Regions from separate parts of the Mus musculus genome. Here region 1 is linked to region 2. The links are chromatin contacts, called in public ChIA-PET maps. All regions are on one chromosome and are shown on one strand. Each heading gives the region's core, a stretch centred on a gene start, on an enhancer-like site or on the middle of the called end of the contact. The rest is flanking DNA. Distances are from core to core; before and after follow the strand shown.

Evidence for each region. ChIA-PET counts read pairs in DNA pulled down with a chosen protein or histone mark.
Region 1: a contact with region 2 is called in an SMC1A ChIA-PET map of the G1E-ER4 cell line, with 6 read pairs. The contact joins two enhancer-like sites. A contact is called at or near these places in 1 of 15 datasets of contacts at CTCF or cohesin (the G1E-ER4 cell line) and 1 of 484 Hi-C or Micro-C datasets (uterus).

The regions. Positions count from the first base shown.
Region 1 is chr1:126,315,806-126,318,505 of GRCm38.p6, reverse strand. All of the region lies in intron 5 of Nckap5 (NCK-associated protein 5), which reads left to right. Among named protein-coding and RNA genes, the nearest start is that of Gm35562, 270 kb to the right of the region's middle. Within about 2 kb of position 1,440, at least 23 of the 459 cell types and tissues checked have an H3K27ac peak or open chromatin away from gene starts, as enhancers often do. A contact at or near this core is called in the G1E-ER4 cell line, where this site is marked.
Region 2 is chr1:125,942,643-125,945,342 of GRCm38.p6, reverse strand. All of the region lies in intron 16 of Nckap5 (NCK-associated protein 5), which reads left to right. Among named protein-coding and RNA genes, the nearest start is that of Lypd1, 32 kb to the right of the region's middle. Within about 2 kb of position 1,437, at least 1 of the 459 cell types and tissues checked has an H3K27ac peak or open chromatin away from gene starts, as enhancers often do. A contact at or near this core is called in the G1E-ER4 cell line, where this site is marked.

The DNA of each region.
Region 1 (2,700 bases), core at 191-2,690, 370 kb before region 2:
TGAGCTACACTGCTGTAGGCAATGTTACCCAAGCCCAATGTGCGCACCCTCCTCTGTTGTCTCAGTCCATCTGAGAATGCCACTGAGACACAGAGTCCCTGGGGACCACCTGGAGCTTGGTTCCCAGACATAGCCAGGAGACTCTGGGTGCGGTAAAACCATTGTGTTGCTGCTAGTAACAGTTTGGCCACAATATTCTCCCTCGCTACTATGCCTTTATGTCCTCCCATGCGGTTATAACTTAGAACAATTTCTGCTCCAGAAAGAAACTGCATAACTGGCTTCTTTTTAAATATACATTTTTTATTTTTAGCCATTTGAACTTTTAAAAAATCGTGCATATGGCTGTTGGATTGCAGATATACTGTTCCTGCCTACTCACACTGGTGGCGTGAGATAAAAGAGCACTCTTCTAGGAACTTTCAGAAAAACCCACATTCAATGACAGGCTGAGTCTAAACGACAGTGTTTGTGGTCCTGATAATGGTTATCCAGTTTGCAGCTGTGCAGAAAGGCTATTGTTCTCACTGCCGCTTGGGGTCCTGGGATGTGCGGCAGATGCCAGGGAGGCTGAGTCTGAAAACATAGCCTCAGAAGAACGGGTCCACTCACTCCCATAAACTTTTAAGTTCCAATAGAAATTGAAATGAAAGAGGAAGTTTTATGAGTGTAGTTAGCAAAGGCTAGGCTCAGAGAAATGAGAAGGCAAACTGTCTTGTAAACAATGTGCAATTTGAATTGGAATCAGCCTCGGCGGTTTTCCTTATAGACTCTGCGCGTTCCTCTCGAGGAGCCTATTCCACCCAGAGCAGTGATGGACAGTAACACTTATTTTTATGTGAGCAGTAATCTAAAACTTCCTTATTTACCAGGCTTTCTTGGGCATTTTACAACATTTGTAATAGTTCTGTGAGTTTATCTTTTCTTTGAAATGGTTTTGTGGCAATAAAAGAAAACTCTTTTAACAGTTTCTCCTAATCTGTTTTCTCAGCTGTATAATCAGGCAAAAGCGCCAGTATCCACTTAGGAGAAATTTCTGTTTTCAGTTTCTGCATTCTTCCTGGCATCTCTGTGACTCATGTTGCTGGAAGACCCTTTTAGAAAGATTTCTTTGCATGGGCAAAACTGTAATGAAACAAAACCCTACAGTTAAGTTTTCAGAACACTTGAAGACTCTGAGTTGTAATCACTCCTGTTTCCACCAGAACGAGGCTGTAAATTCCAACACCATGAAGTGTCACAGATTTCTGTGCGTCCGGTTTCTTTCACCCCCTGATGATATTTTCCTGATAGCATTATACTGGATAATGACCACCCTTGCTAACATGAAGCTGGAGTGAAGTGCAACAGTTGCTGATATAGCATCTTCATAGTGCTTGTCCCCTTTGCTTGGTATCTCTGTGAAGGAACAAAACCCCATAGGCTTCTTAGGGAGCTGTCCCCTCATGGTGGTCCTGATTTGTGTGGTGGCTGCTGGGCAAAGAAAGTTTCCATTCCAGCATGGAGAACAGAACTCCAAAGCAAGCCTGGGTGGTAGCAATCTGCAGGAAAGCAAACCTTAAATGTATTGTCCTGGTTCTTGGATCTCAACATTACACCCTTCTAATAAATAAATAAATAAATAAATAAATAAATAAATAAATAAAGTAATATATATAATAAATATAATATATTACATTATGTAATAAATACACACACACACACACACACACACACACACACACACACATATATATATATATATATATATATATATATATATATATATATATATATAATATACCTAATATGTTAGGTATATTATGTTTCCCTACTTTTGATCAAATTGAAAATATAAAAACATATATCTCTGGATAAAAAAATCAAAACTAATCTTGGCTCATTTTACTCCGTTCACACTGGATACAAAGAAGGCAGTGGGGGGGGGGGGGCTAATGAAGCTGCTGCGAGCTCCTTTCTAGGGAATAAAGGGAAATAAAGGTACATTAAAGTTCCCAAAGGAGCCTGCCAGTTGTGGGTATGTTCTAGAATAAAGAAGCCAGCAGCTGAAGGGCGGGGAAATGTGATAGGTCTTGCTTTGTGTTAGGCTCCAGGTTCCTCAGTGTTTTGTCATACAGTGCTTCAAGAAAAAAACATGTTCACTTATCAGAAATGGCATCCCCTTGATTTATGATCTGGTCAAGTCCTCCTTCGTAAGCTCCATGAATTTGTCCAACCAAAGTAAAAAAAATGCAAGAAAGTGCAACCGGGTCTGGCATGTATAAATGCATGCTGGCTGTGTGTGTGTGTGTATACACATACTTCAAACAGCTCAGAAATAATAAATCAAGTGCTCCGTCAATGCCAGCTGAATAAACTGGTTGCAAATGATCTGACAATGGACTTATTGATTAGAAATCCAAGGGTTGACATTTGGAATATCTCTGTTTAGTTCCCAGGAAAGGGTGGGACTCTAGATGCTTCCATCGTGGTGTTCTAGCAGTGTCTCACAAAACTCAGCCGCTTCCAACCATGGTTAATTATCCCGGAGTCACTCAGATCTCTCTCTGGTGTTACTGTATTAAGCCTGCTCTGCTGGGAAAGCAACCATATATATAGCTGGTGCTTCTGCAAGTGCTGGGTCAGGCCTACCTCTATAGTACTTCTCCAAGGTAAAAAGAAAGTCAGTGCTAATTACAGTGTGTCTAACACTCTCAGGTC
Region 2 (2,700 bases), core at 188-2,687:
TCCTTTCTGAACGAGAGCAGGACGTTCAACCATTTATATCTCCAGCACACCAGGTGTGTTCCCCTGGCAGGTGGTGGGGAGAAATTCTAGATGGATTAGAATCCTGGGCCCAAATCCAGGATTTTCCACTTCTTACTAAGTACTTCACTCTGCATTGACTTTTAAAGAAAAGAAAGCTTGGAGACTAGAGTCTTAAACTGAGTCTTGGACGAAGTGCAAATTTGTAGGAAGATATTACTCTTAGAGCCTCTCTGTCACTCTTTGGAGCTGACCTAAAGGAGCCAGTGGGTCAGACATTGAAAAACCTTCCCGTGCGACAGCACTGCACCCAGCTGTTTCCCGATCAACGAAATATAACTTCCTTTCTTTCTGATTACTTTTCCTTTTCAAATGAAGTGCTTTTTCATTTGACAGAATTAATGAAATCATAATTTCAAATGACAGTTAAACCAAAGTGCTTTTTTTCATCTTCAGGAATCCTGTTTTTAAGTTCAATAAACAAAAAAGCTTCAAGAGAAAAAAAAATTCTACAAGTTTGTTCTTTCTTCTTTCCATCACTTAAGAATATTAAAATCCTCATAAGTGTATAGTTGTGGGGTTTGAGAGTTGCAAGGTCACTGCTGTTACAGACAATACATAATTTATAGACAGTCTGTGCTGTTTCTAGGGGAGGCTGTCATGGACTTCCAGACACTGGCAACGTTAAATGAAATAAAGGAGTTTCTTCCCAATTCTAAAGGCTGGAGGTCTGAAAGCAGAGCATCCGTGGGGTTGGGGTTCTCTCCTAGCTTTAGGCCTTGGTGTTCTAGATGACTACAGACTCTGCCATCTCTGCATGCCACTGTTGGACATGGCAGTCACTCTGTGTGTGAGTCTCGTTGTAGCATTTCCCATGTACATCCAGGGTTTTTTGGTTTTTTTTTTTGTCCTGTCCTTTTCCTCCAGTGACATCAGTTGTATTGCACTGAGACCCCACTCTAGTCTGCTGTGATCTGTCTTTGTGTGTTTGTGTGTATGTGTGCGTGCTGGTGTGTGTGTACATCCATGAGGATATGTGTATGTACATGTGTGTGTGCTTATGTGTGTATGTCCACAAGTACATGCATATATGTATGCAGGTGCACAGACACATGTGTGCACATGGATGTGGAGGCTAAGGGGTTACCATGGGCATCATTCCTTGGATGCTATAGATTTTTGGATTTCTTCTACATTTTAGTTTTATTATTAAATTATTATTGGAGAATTTCATACATATATACAACCTATTATGGTCATACCCACTGCATATTTTCTCTCCAAAGCTCCTGTGATCTCCCTAATACACCCCTCCCCCAACTTTATGTCTTCCTTTTTTTCTTTTTGATATCCTACTGAGTCGATGACTGTTGCTTGTGTATGACTAGATGTGGGAGCATCCCTTGGAGCATCAGTAACCTACTGGTAACCTCCAGAGAAAAAGTAGTCGCCCTCCCCAGAAGCTGACAGTTGCCCATGGGTTCTCAGCTCAGGGGAGGGCATCCAGACTAGCTCAATCATGTTTAGGACTTGGACCTGGGTCCTTCTCTCTTCATCCTCAAGTCTAGAGTTATAAACACCTATCATCACTCATTTGTGTTTTAACATGAATGCTGAGTAATTCCCCCCACCAAGGATATATGAACAAACATCTGCTCACCCTAAATACAAGGGCACTGACAAAGCAAAAAACAATTCTGCCAAAATCTAACACAACAACTATCGGGATCACCAGGTACAGCCTTTCTCCACAGAGGCTGGAGATCTAAACTTTGGTCCTAATGCTTATCTAGCAAGCACTTTATCAACTGAGCCAGCTCTCATGTGTTCTGTGTATTGCTTATACCCAGTATGAGCTTATTTGTAAATAAAGGCCAGATGTGAGGGGCTGAAGTGCCTCTTTGTTGAGGGCAGAGGGCTTAGTTCAATCTACACAACCACCTGAAGCTAAAAGCAGAAGATAATAGGGCAGAGGTATTACAAAGCCTTTAACTTCAACAAGGAGAGATCAGCTTGGACCTGCTTGGGACCTGGCATAGCCAGTACCTTAAACAACTAACTGCAGGTAGCTGTAGTTTGTAGCAGAAGAAGCAGCTGGAGACCCCTGGATAGCTCAGAGACATTTTTTCTAACTTGCATAATCAAAACAAGCAAACCAAAGGGCCTCTGTCTGCAAGTCATTGGGTCCCTTTGTCACATGCAGAGTTCAAAGTCTTCATCTCAGTTACTTCTCTGAGGCTGTGATATGATACACTAACAAAAGCAGCACGAGAGACAGAGGCATCTTCAGCTCACAAGTAAAGCTCACTGTGATAGAGAAGTCATGGCAACAGGAACTCAGAGCAGTTTCTCACACCCTGTCCACACCCAGGAGGCTCAGGAAGATGTGGGAATGCTTCCAAGCACTTCAGCTTCTTGTTCTATTGCCTGCAGCCCAGGGAATGGTCCTGCTCTCAGTCTAGATGGGTCTTCTCCATGCCAGTGAAGGTGATCAATTGCATCCCTAAAGGCTTGCCTCTTGGGTGATTCTAGATTCTGTCAAGGCCAGTGGTCACAGGGGTATTTCCCAGGTACACCACAGGTACAAGGGACAGTGACCCAGAGGCGTCAGTGGGGTCCATGAAAATGCAGGGAGGTAACTGGGAGGCTGCGGTTGGGCTTTGCTCACTTGGCTTACAGCAG